Linked DNA regions of Rattus norvegicus: region 1 is linked to region 2. The links are chromatin contacts, called in public Hi-C maps. All regions are on one chromosome and are shown on one strand. Each heading gives the region's core, a stretch centred on a gene start, on an enhancer-like site or on the middle of the called end of the contact. The rest is flanking DNA. Distances are from core to core; before and after follow the strand shown. Region 1 holds the start of Uqcc1 (ubiquinol-cytochrome c reductase complex assembly factor 1). Region 2 overlaps Uqcc1 (ubiquinol-cytochrome c reductase complex assembly factor 1).

Region 1 (5,323 bases), core at 2,040-4,539, 92 kb after region 2:
ACACATAGTTCTTATATCTCTAAAATCAAGTTGGTATCGACTCAAACTAAATTGTAAGAAATTAGGATGCTAATTATATCTCCAGTATAATCAGAAAAACAGTCCCCCTCCACCCCTCCCTCCCAAAAAATACTGTAAAAACTTTTACCATGGGCTAGGTCTTATAAATAATATATCTGCCTATCATGGTGAGGCACTTAAGGCCAGCCTCAGCTACACAGAAAGCTCAAGGAAGACCTACTTGAGACTGTTTTAAAAAAACCAAACAAGTCAGGCATTGTGATCTTCAATCTCAGCAACTAGAGGCAGAGGGAGGCAGATCCCTGTAACTTTGAGGCTAATCTGGTCTACGTAGTGAGTCCCAGGAAGGCCAGGGCTATGCCGAGACCCCCCTTCCCCCAAAAGAAGACAGACAGGAAGAACAACGTAGGTTCAAGGCCAGTCAGAGTTACAAAGACCTCACCCCACACGCAAAGAAAAGCAGACAGCTTGGACATTTCTCCAGAGATATACAAATGACTGATATAGAAGCTCGACATCACTAGTCACGAAGGAAATGCAAATTAAAGGCACACACTGTTTCACTCCCATTAGAATGACTATTATCCAAAAGCTAAGCTTAGAGAAACTGAATGCTTTGTGTACTGGAGCTGTAAAGCCGCATACCAGCGGCCCAGTTCCCAACATCTGCATCTGTAACTCCAGCTCCAGAGGATTCCACGGGTCATGCATTCATTGGTGGTGTGCTCACACGCAGTATTAAAAATAAATTTTAAGGGGCTGGGGATTTAGCTCAGTGGTTGAGCGCTTACCTAGGAAGCACAAGGCCCTGGGTTCGGTCCCCAGCTCCGAAAAAAAAGAACCAAAATAAATAAATAAATAGCTCAGTGGTTGAGCGCTTACCTAGGAAGCACAAGGCCCTGGGTTCGGTCCCCAGCTCCGAAAAAAAAGAACCAAAATAAATAAATAAATAAATAAATAAATAAATAAATAAATTTTAAAAATCCTTAAATAAAGGGATCTAATTCTGTTGGTAGAGTACTTGCATGCACGAAGCCTTGGGGGTTCCCTTCCTGCCACTGTATGAACCGGGCATAGTGGTGCACAGCTGTAATCTTGGTACTGAGGAGGTGAGGGGGGATCGGAAGTTCAGGGCCATACCCAAGCTCAAGTCCAGCTGGGATATTTGACACGCTATCTCAAAAGAAAAAACAATCATCATAGAAACATAGTTTACATTACTGAGTCTCTGATCAAACCAAACAACAGTCGCTGACTTAAAAAACTCCGGAGTCACTGGGTGGTGGTGGCACATGCCTTTAATCCCAGCACTTGGGGGTGAAGGCAGGTGGATCTCTATAAATTCGAAGCCAGCCTGATGTACAGAGTAAGTTCCAGGACAGCCAAGGCTACAAAGAGAAACCCTGTTCACACACACACACACACACACACACACACACTCTCACACACACAGTGAAACTCTGGTGTGTCAGTGAGAGAGCTCACTGGGGAAAGGCAGCCCCATGACCTGGATTTTATCCCTGGGACCCAAAAGTTGTCATTTAACCTCCATATTCAGTGTGGCATGTGTGCCCAGGCATGTGTGCATCCACACACATGAAGAAATAACTCCAGTCTCTGAGTTCAAGGTTAGCCTGATCTACAGGGCAATTTTCAGGACAGCCAAAGCTATAAAGAGAAACCCTGTTTCAAAAAACTAAGAAAGAAAGACAGAGAGGTGAATGGGGGGAGGAAGGAAGAAACCTGAGGTTCAGAAAAGTCAGATACTTAGGATTCTGTCTACAGCAAGTGGTGGAGCCAAGATTTCCACCAAGACTTTCCAAGTCTAGAGGGGATCACTTGAGTGTAGTACACAGCCTTGCAGTGCCCAGCCCAAATCCTCCTTCCAAGCAGGTGAGCAATGAACTACTTCGTACTGATTTCCACTGTGAACAACCCAGGGAGAGTTTTCATAGCTTCATCACGTTCTGTTACAATGTATAAGACGACCTCTGGGAGTAAGCATGTAAAAGAGATTTTCCTTATTTAACTGTGCATTTTTGTACCAAAAAAAAAAGGTTTTCTAGTTCACCCAAGTATCTGTCTTTAAAAAATAATTTAGGGCACAGCAGGAAATTCCTTATCTAGCAGAAAGGAGGTTTACCCGTTGCTGCACACACTCGCTCGCACACACAAGCCGTTGCACCTGTGCACACATGAATAACTTAGGACAGGTCAGTTGCCGTGTCCCCTGCCATCCTCAAGTCTCAATTCCACTTCTGCCTTAGTTAGCACCCGTAATGACTTCAGCAAGTGAACCACTCACTGGGTAACAGAAACATGTCTCTCTACCAAAAACCTCCAGAGGAGCGACTGAGGCAGCAACAGAAGCAGCAGTTAGAATCTAAGTAGAGGGTGTTGTGTGGAATGGCGTAGAACAACAATGAAAAAGAATGCATCGCAATAGTGTCTGCTAAATAAAACTGTCCTTGACCAAGTTCTGTAAATACCTGACTTAGATGACAAACTGCCCGTCTCTACATGACTAGGAACCGGTTCCTGCTGTCATTTTCTTAACTCGTCCTACAAGTTAGTAGTGACTCTAAAGAGGATTTAAGGCCAAATCTCAGTAGGGACGTGGACAGGGCAAGAGGATTAGAACCAGTCTAGACGTCTTTCCTTCTTCATTCATCCAACAATGTGGTGTTAGGTTGTGCCAAACAGTGTGCTGGGCAAAGAGAAAGCCACGGGGCTGTCTCTCCTGCAGCTTTTGCTCTAATAACTTATGCATGCCACTGACCTATACAAGTAACAACTCATTTAAAAACTCTCCACAACAAACTCGAAGAACCTCAGAATCCAAAGGGGACTGCAAGAGATAAATGTCCTTATTTTTAACATGGACCCGGGACCATCCAGTAACTTACTCAAGGTCACACTGCACACTGTGACAGACACCGACTGGATCCACCTCACCCCCTAAACCCCGACTCTAATCGGTGCCCCACGTGTTCTTATCCCAGAGAACGATCCTCATCACAGAAAGATCCGAGGTCACTACCTTCTAAAAGGTGGAGAAGCCAAGGCCAAAGCAGGGGTAAGGAGAAGTGGGAAGCTGCTTCAGTTTCCCTGGGGAAAGGCGACCACGCTACGGAGCTACAGCACAGGCTCCCCCGTTTCTCCCCTGCTCCTCCCGCCCCGCCCTCTTCAAGCCCAACCTGAGACGCGCCTGCGTCTCTAGAAAAGTACTCCTGCACTCACAAGGACTCGCACCAGCAACGCCATGTTCCTCCACAATCATTTCCGGGTGAAGGGTGGGCTTCCGGAATCCCGATTGTCACCACCCACTCAGCCTCTGTCCCCATGCTAAAGGTAGTCGAGCTCTGGCGCCGGCGCAGGCGTAGATGTCACTCTGCGCACCCGCGATTTTCCAGCGGTGGCTCTGAATGAGGTTCCAGGACGCGAGACACCTCGCCCGGCTTAAGTGCCTGCTGCGGGTCACAAGGGCTCACGTTCTTCCTCTACACAACCCCGGACCTGGCCTCACAGGTCCTTCTCACCCTTCGGTTAACCCCTTACAGCCATTCCTGACTCCACCCCCAGGAGACCACAAGGCTAAAGGGACCTCGGATGTTCCAGTAATTAAAAAGGGACGGGGAGTCTGAGAACCTAAGAGCACACAGTCCTGGAAAGGAGGTTGTCAGGTGCTGACCTGACGCTTAGCAGAAGAGAAAGAAGCTTGAGGCTTGTGTTTGGCTGGCTAACGCACCTTTGAATTGAGAGGAAAGAATTAGTAAAGGAATAGCCAAGCGTTGTGGCACACGCCTTTAATACCAGCAGATTAAAGAGGCAGAGAGACAGGCTGATCTCTGAGTTCGAAGCCAGCCTTGTCTACAGAGTTTCACAACAACCAGGAGAAACCCTTGTCGCCAAAAACAAACAAAACATAGTAATTGAGAAAGAAGGATGAGAGGAATTGCCTGTGGGAACGGGCAAGTGTATCATCATGGATCCCATGAAAAGCAGAAAAGAGAAAACATTGCTGCTTCTGTGACTGACCAGGAGCCAGAGCCTAGCACTTCCAGTCCACCAGACAATAAAGACCTACCGAGTATTCAGTATGCATTCACCGTGCACTGGATACCAGACAGGGTGTGGGTAACTCTGTGGAGCTTGTGAGCTGGTGGGGCAAGTATGGATAGGGTAGGTCTGGGTAGACAACTGGTAAAAATTAATTAATTAATTAATTAATTAATTTAAAAAACACCCTGACATGAAGGAAACAATAAATAGCTCATAAAAACAATATGGGCAATATAGTCTTAGTTGGATAACGCCTATAGGTGGAACTGACAAGTAAGATGAGGTTCAGGGTGATCCTTTCCCCCCTTTCTCCCTTTTAAATAAAATTTGGTGTAGCCCAGGCTGACCTCAGGCTCTATGTAGCTGAGGCTGGCCTTGAAGTCCAGATCCTCCTGTGCCTTCATCTCCTCACTGAGAGCCAACTGACTCTGCCTCCCCGACGGCCACTCCACCTAGCAAAATTCTGTGTATTTACCCAGTTTCTGGTTTCTAAATGTTTGCGTGTGAAATGACTAAGCTTGTGACAGAGCAAGACAGCAGAGAGATTCCGCCATCCTGTATTCCTGCTGAGGCCATTTCAGGTTTAATTAGAATTTGATCTCCTTGATGGAGAATCCTGTGGAAAATTACCCAGATCTATTCTAGGAACCCAAGGTCAAGATGCTCTAGTTAACCGACTTGGCCCCTGCTTGTGCAAACCTCCCCCTCCAGCTAACTGCTTACCTCAGCTTCTGCTAAACTGCTTGCTTATGTGAAGACCCCTGTAGCTGCCAAGAAAGATACCAGGAAGTGGTTTCTGCCTTTAAAAAAACCCATGCTCTGGGCTAGAGAGATGGCTAGGTAGTTAGGAGCACTGACAGCAAATACTGCTTTTCTGGAAGACCAAGTTCTTTTCCCAATACCCACAGAGGGTCTTACAACCACTTGCAATTCCAGATCCAATGGAGATTTGATGCCTGTGGCTTCCATGGGCACCTGCTTACAAGTGTAAGCATATATATATATATTGGAGCCAGGAATGTTTGGAACTCACTTGTAATCCTAGAACTCAGAAGGAAGAGGCAGGTGGATCTTTGTAAGTTTGAGGCCAGCCTGGTCTACAAAGTCAGACCCTGTCTCAAAACCACAAAGGAACTATGGGGTCAGAGCAAAGGCTCTGTGGGTAAAACTGCAGAAGCCTGATGATGAGGGTGTGACGATCCTCAGAATATACATGAGAATCTTGGTGGGCGGTGCATGT
Region 2 (5,745 bases), core at 239-2,738:
GGCTCAGTTCTCTCCTACCATGTGGGGTCCCAGCAATGTAAGCAGGGTCGTTGGGTTCAGCAGTTTTTACCCACTGGGCCGCCCCATGGCCCTTTCTTTTATTGAGATAGACAGGGTTTCACGCTGTGGCTCAGGACAACCGTGCCTCAGCCATGCCTGGCTTTTTAAATAATGGTGTGTTTTAACTTATTTTATCAAAAGGACAAAAATCATTCCCAAAGAGCAGTCTTCCAGGGAAGAGCGAGTCCCCTCCCTGCACTCATCTGTCTAACCCTTTTCTTTTTTTTTTTTTTTTAATTAAAAAAGTGTTTACATGGGGCCTTTAGGTTTGGAATTGCTTGATACTGTAGCATCACTGCTAAATAAGTGCAGCTGAGGCTAGCCCAGCGGGGCCCTTTTGGTTGGGCTAGCACTGACAGCCAGTGGCTCAGCTGTCCGTTCACTCTCAGTTATGAACCAGGTGCACACAGGCACTGCACGGCAGTGCACAGTGAGTGACCTCCCAACTCAGCAGCCACTCTGTGCAGCTGCAGCCAACATCATCGATCACAGTCCGGAAGGAGGGTGAGACAAAAACCACCTCAGTGTTTTTGAGAGGTGCCAAGTTTAGAGAGGACACCATCAAGAGCAACCTGGAAAGCCTGCAGGGGTCTGGGGGAGAGGGGCAGGGAGGCGATACTCGAGAGGGTTAAGATTCCTTTAGTCAGCACAAGAGGTCCAGGTACAGGAGAGAGTGGGGTCCCTTCAGATAACCCCAAGCGACTCAGGGTGCTCAGGGGAGAGATGGATGAGACCTGTAAAAGCAGGCCGGGATGAGTGGGAGTCAACCAAACAGCCTGTGGCCTATCGAGTACCTGAGTTTTATCTTGAAGATGAGAGGGCCCAGTGTGGCAACCGACACAGGTGTTGGTGAATGAGGAGCTTTGTGGAGAGTTGCTGGATCCTAGCACTGAATGCTGTGGATATAATCTATGCGCAGGGACTCAGCTAGGCTTTGTGTGAACTCAGAACCTAAGGAAGGTGGGCAAGGGTACCGGCACGGTCGCAAATGACCTTTAAAGTTGCGAGCAAACTTTGAGGTTCCAGGACAGGAAAGCAAGCCCAGTAGCTAAGCTGGTGCTGCGGGTTGGGATCTGTGGCTAGGGAGCTGCCCTGGGCAGCAAATGGGTTAACGCTCAAATAACTTTTATATATGAATTAATGTGCAGAGTTAGGAGCCAAAATCTGTTCCATTAATTTTTCCATCCATTCCAGGAGCAGTTAGGTACACACAGTAAAGTTTATTTTGGTGCATGGCATACCTCAGTCCATTAAAAATAAATTAATCAGCAAATCCCTGCCTGGCTCGCCTCTGGTTTATGTAAATAGTGCCCAGATGTAATGAGTTACAAGGTGCTATTATCTCATACCCACAGAGGACGCCTCACTCCAGAGCCCCGCTTGCAACAAAAGCATCTTAAATAAACTGAGAAGGCGGCTTGATTTGTAATGTTTTCACAGAAGTGGCGCATACCTCACAGTATAGGGTTTCTTCATATGACTCATTTTATAGCAAGTTCAATGAAGGAAGCTGGGAGGGGGAAGGGAGGGGCGAGACGGTCCCCACCCCCATTCCTCAATTTCAGAAAACCTTCCAAGAGATGAGCCAGACTCAGAGAAGAGAGACCAGGCCCCTCGAGTGCCCAGATCCAGCTCCCATTACAGCACATGCTTTAGAAGCTGGGGAGGCTTGCGATGGTACCAACATGCCAGGAGAATGTTCTCTTTATCACACTATCTCATGTGAGGGGGGCCACGTGAGGAAAGAGTGTGTGTTCCCTCTGCACTTCACCGTGGGTGACAAAGGGACTTTTGTTCTTTCTAAATGACTTAGGATGTGACAAGCCCCTTGGTCCTCAGAGACCTCCTGGATCCCAGAGAACATGCCTGGCAGACTGTGCCTTGCCTAGACAGTGGCTCCTCTTGTGACCTGCAGACAGGAGCAGCAGGGAGCCCCTGACCTCCTCTCTTCCTCTTGCTGCCTCTAGCTGAGCTGGAGTTATCTCCTGAGCTTGGAGAATCCACAGTCTCACCTACGCCTTTCTTTTCTCTTGGTTTTTCAAGATAAGGTTCCTCTCCGTAACTCTGGCTCCCCTGACATTCACTCTGTAGACCAGGCTGGCCTAGAACGCAGAGCATCACCTGCCTCTGCCTCCCGAGTGCTTGGATTAAATACATGGGCCACTACACTGGGCTTTACCTATGTTTCTAAGAGACCTTGGAACAAAGAAAAACCATGGCAGAAATAAATCTCTCTTTTTAATGGCTACTTCAACCCCATGGCTCACAGATGGGGAACAGTATATGGTTACCTGCATTGACTTAGGGACATTACAAACTGCTCCAGGCACAGGGGGCCCTGGGTGAAGGCACCCCCTTTTTAACCTACCCATCCCTTCCTCAGCCTTCAGATAAAGCTCTCAGTCACGTGTGCTGCTGAAGGGGCGTGGGAAGTGTGCTTGGGGCTTCTCTTGAGGGAGGGAAGGTATCAGAAGAGCAAGAGGATCTCCCAGCAGCACCCCCACCAGATCAGACTCCTGGGCTCAGGAAGGAGAAACTCAGCACGAATGGACCGAGTGTTCAACAGGTGCTGTTCAAAAGTCAGTCCAGGCTGCCTTCTTCAGGGTCCTGGGGCAAACAGGCACTTCTTCCATGGAGGTTCCTCAGAGCCAGCCAACCGGCTGGCTGTCCGAAGGGACCAGTCTGTCAAAGACCTTCATCATTGTAAGTAGGAGCATGGGGCTTCAAGATGCTTTGTGGATTTTTCTCCACCAGAGGGCGCCATCTCACTTCCCCTGTCAGCAGCAGATCCTCCCCGTTCATGGAGTCCAGGTATTGCATCTGCAAGTAGAGAGGGGACAGAACAGAGGATAGGTGCTCACTCGAGGGAGACACAGCCTCCACAAGGAGAAGAGAGGGACAGGAATGATGGTGGGGGTTATCTGACTGTCCAGATCCAAGGTTACTACATAAAAAAAACTTGGAGAAATAATTACCCAGGGCGGCGGTTCTCAACCTCTGGGCCACGATCCCTTTGGGATCAAATGATCCTTTTGCAGAGGTCGCATATCAGACATCCTACATATCAGCATGTCAGATATTTACACTATGATTCTTAACAGTAGCAAAATTACAGTGATGAAGTAACAAGGAAGCAATTTTATGGTTGGGGTCACCACAACATGAGGGACTCTGGTATTAAAGGGTCACAGCATTAGGAAGGTTGAGAACTACTGGCCTAGTGACTCGCACTGTCACACATCTCCGCTCCGCCCACTCCAGATGAGGGACATTAACCACTGCTACACCCCCATCACAAAGTTCTTGCAGGCCAGGAGTTTGAGCGAATGACTGTTACTCCCTGCCCTCCACTGGTGGCACTGCACCGAGAGCAGCTGGAAATGTGTGTCTCATGGGGACCGGGGGTGGGGTGGGGTGGGGACACAGCAAGGTGTATGCAAAACACCACACGCCAGCTGGTTTTCTAGTGTCTGTGACTCCACTGTCCTTTAGTAGCCCTGTGGCTGCCCAGTGGGCTGTTTGCCTGGCCCCATTGGGCAGGCTCCCTTACAGAAGAGGACGGAAGACTGGGGGCGTCATCTTAGGTCTTGGATTGTCCCCTCTTCAAAGAGCTCACTGCTCCAGTCGCGTCTTACGATGCCTCTTGAACTTAGCCCCAGCCTCACCCGAGAGGTCCAGGTTTGCCAGGGAAGCAGCTCAACTGAAACAGAGCCCCGCCTCTTTCTGGCTCCTCTGCTCCTCCCTCCAATGCCACCATTTTGCCTTCCTCCCAGGTGGGTAGCCTCGACATAACTGCAGACATAACTGCTTATCAAACAGTAGCAGGTGTGTAGCGCCAGAGACTGCTCAAGACTCAGCGTACTGGGCTGCCATGACACTCCTCTCCTTGGTCTTCCCCAGCACCCTCCTGAACCTGGGTCACACGACAGGCTGATTGGCTGCCTGTGACCTGTCTGGGTCCTGGAGGGGAGGACTGACACAGCAGGTCCTCAAGGCATGGCCGAACTGGGTCCCCATCAATAGCTCCTTGCTTTCTTAGGGCCACTACTGCCCACTTCTAATGGTTCCAAGTGAGACTATTCACAAAGACATTAGTTATGGCAAACTCTTCCTTCTGGGCCCCTGGGAAGGTCCTAGCTGTCATGGCCTTTGGCACAAGCCCACTAGGCCAAATGGGAAAATTGGGTGGGTCTCAAAAAAAAAAAAGTATTTACTTTGCCAATTTCAATCCCTGTCCGAGAGTGAGGCTCTCCAGCCGGAAGTGCCTTCTCCCTGGCTTTGGCAGATCTCAAGAACTGTCTAACGGCAGTCTTGACTTCAGGAGTTCCCTACCATCTGTCTGTCAACAGCTTCCGCATGTCTGCCTTTCTGCAGGCAACTAGCTGGTCCTATTTGCCCTGTCTGCTCTAGAGCTGGGGTCTAGCCTTCCCTTTCCTGGCTGTTGGAGGCTAGCAAGGCCATGGGGGTGAACTCGGGAGTTACTGTGGCACGATGCCCCTCCTACCCCACAGGCTGAGTCCACAGGCGTGGCTCACGAACAGCCCGATCCGGTGAGCTGTCTGCAGCAGCTGTGGCCTCTGGTGGTTAAATGATTCACCCAGCTTGGGGTCTGAGGCCAGTCATGCAGGCTGAACCAACTGCGAGACCCCGGAAAAGCCTCCACGGGCCACCTCAGGATGAGTGAGTTCATTCATTCAGCAGGCATTAGTTTCCTACCCAAGCAGGTCTGGGGCAAGAGATCAGGAGTTAATTCACATTATTAGCCGTGCTCAAGGAGTCCTTCCGAAAGAGCTCCCTGGAAGCTTTAGAATCAGGAGCCCTGAAAAGTCAGGAGTAAGGCCCTGACCGGGGGACCCCGATCGATAGTGAAGAGCGGCCAGTGGGGAGAGCTAGAGATGTCTGTTAGGTGTTGCCTGAAGCCTGGCTCTGCTACATGTTAGGAGCGGGGAAATCTACGAGTACACAATGGGCATGGTGGGTGTCACTATGCCTCCTGCCAGCTTCCAGGACTGAGGGCGTGGTATTTAGCACAGCCCCCAGCCCCCAGCCCCCAGCCCCAGCAGTAACGAAACAGCGAATGAATAGCCATGGCTTTCTGAAAGCAGATTGAGCTTTCTTTCCTCTCTGTCCCCATCCCTAGGATCCTTGGCCCCGTCACAGCTGGACACGGACACGCTCTTTCTTTGTTTTTTTCTCCCCAAGAAAGAAACAGTCTTGAAAAGACAAGAGAGTCCTGGAACTCTCTATGTAGGCCAGGCTGACTTTGAACTTAGAGATCTGTCTGCCTCTGCCTCCCAAGAGCTGGGATTAAAGGCATTGCCACTACGACTGAGCTGAAGACGTTCATTGACAAGCTAGGCCTGGTGGCTCACAGGTAAAGGCAGGAGGATCGGGAATCAGGGCCAGCCTGGGCTACAGGAGAGAAACCTTGTCTGAAAGAAAGAGAAAGAGAGCCGGAAGGAAGGAAGGAAGGAAGGAAGGAAGGAAGGAAGGAAGGAAGGAAGGAAGGAAGGGAAAGGAAAGGAAAGGAAGAAAAGGAGGGAGGGAGGAGCCCTGTTTTCGGCAGAGCGCTTGCTGCTTATGAGATTGGGTCAGAATCCCTTAAACTAGCTCCTGGTGTGTTCCTCTTATCACCTGCCAAGGTGCTAATGGCATACACTCAGGAGGATGCAGATGCCGCCATGT

What was found. Hi-C and Micro-C count contacts between places; a contact is called where the count stands out from the background.
Region 1: a Hi-C map of the A7r5 cell line shows a contact between it and region 2, with 2.7 times the contacts expected there. The contact joins the promoter of Uqcc1 here to the enhancer-like site in region 2. A contact is called at or near these places in 10 of 12 Hi-C or Micro-C datasets (the A7r5 cell line, the Rat2 cell line, Schwann cells and 6 more) and 1 of 1 datasets of contacts at active chromatin or transcription factors (oligodendrocytes).

Annotation. Positions count from the first base shown.
Region 1 is chr3:164,902,489-164,907,811 of GRCr8, forward strand. Uqcc1 (ubiquinol-cytochrome c reductase complex assembly factor 1) reads right to left here and starts at 3,290. Exons shown (of 10, transcript NM_001109446.2): 1 at 3,262-3,290. The coding sequence starts at 3,285.
Region 2 is chr3:164,812,138-164,817,882 of GRCr8, forward strand. Uqcc1 (ubiquinol-cytochrome c reductase complex assembly factor 1) reads right to left here. Exons shown (of 10, transcript NM_001109446.2): 10 at 2,286-2,880. The coding sequence ends at 2,746. Among named protein-coding and RNA genes, the nearest start is that of Fam83c, 15 kb to the left of the region's middle. Within about 2 kb of position 1,489, at least 2 of the 93 cell types and tissues checked have an H3K27ac peak or open chromatin away from gene starts, as enhancers often do. A contact at or near this core is called in the A7r5 cell line, where this site is marked.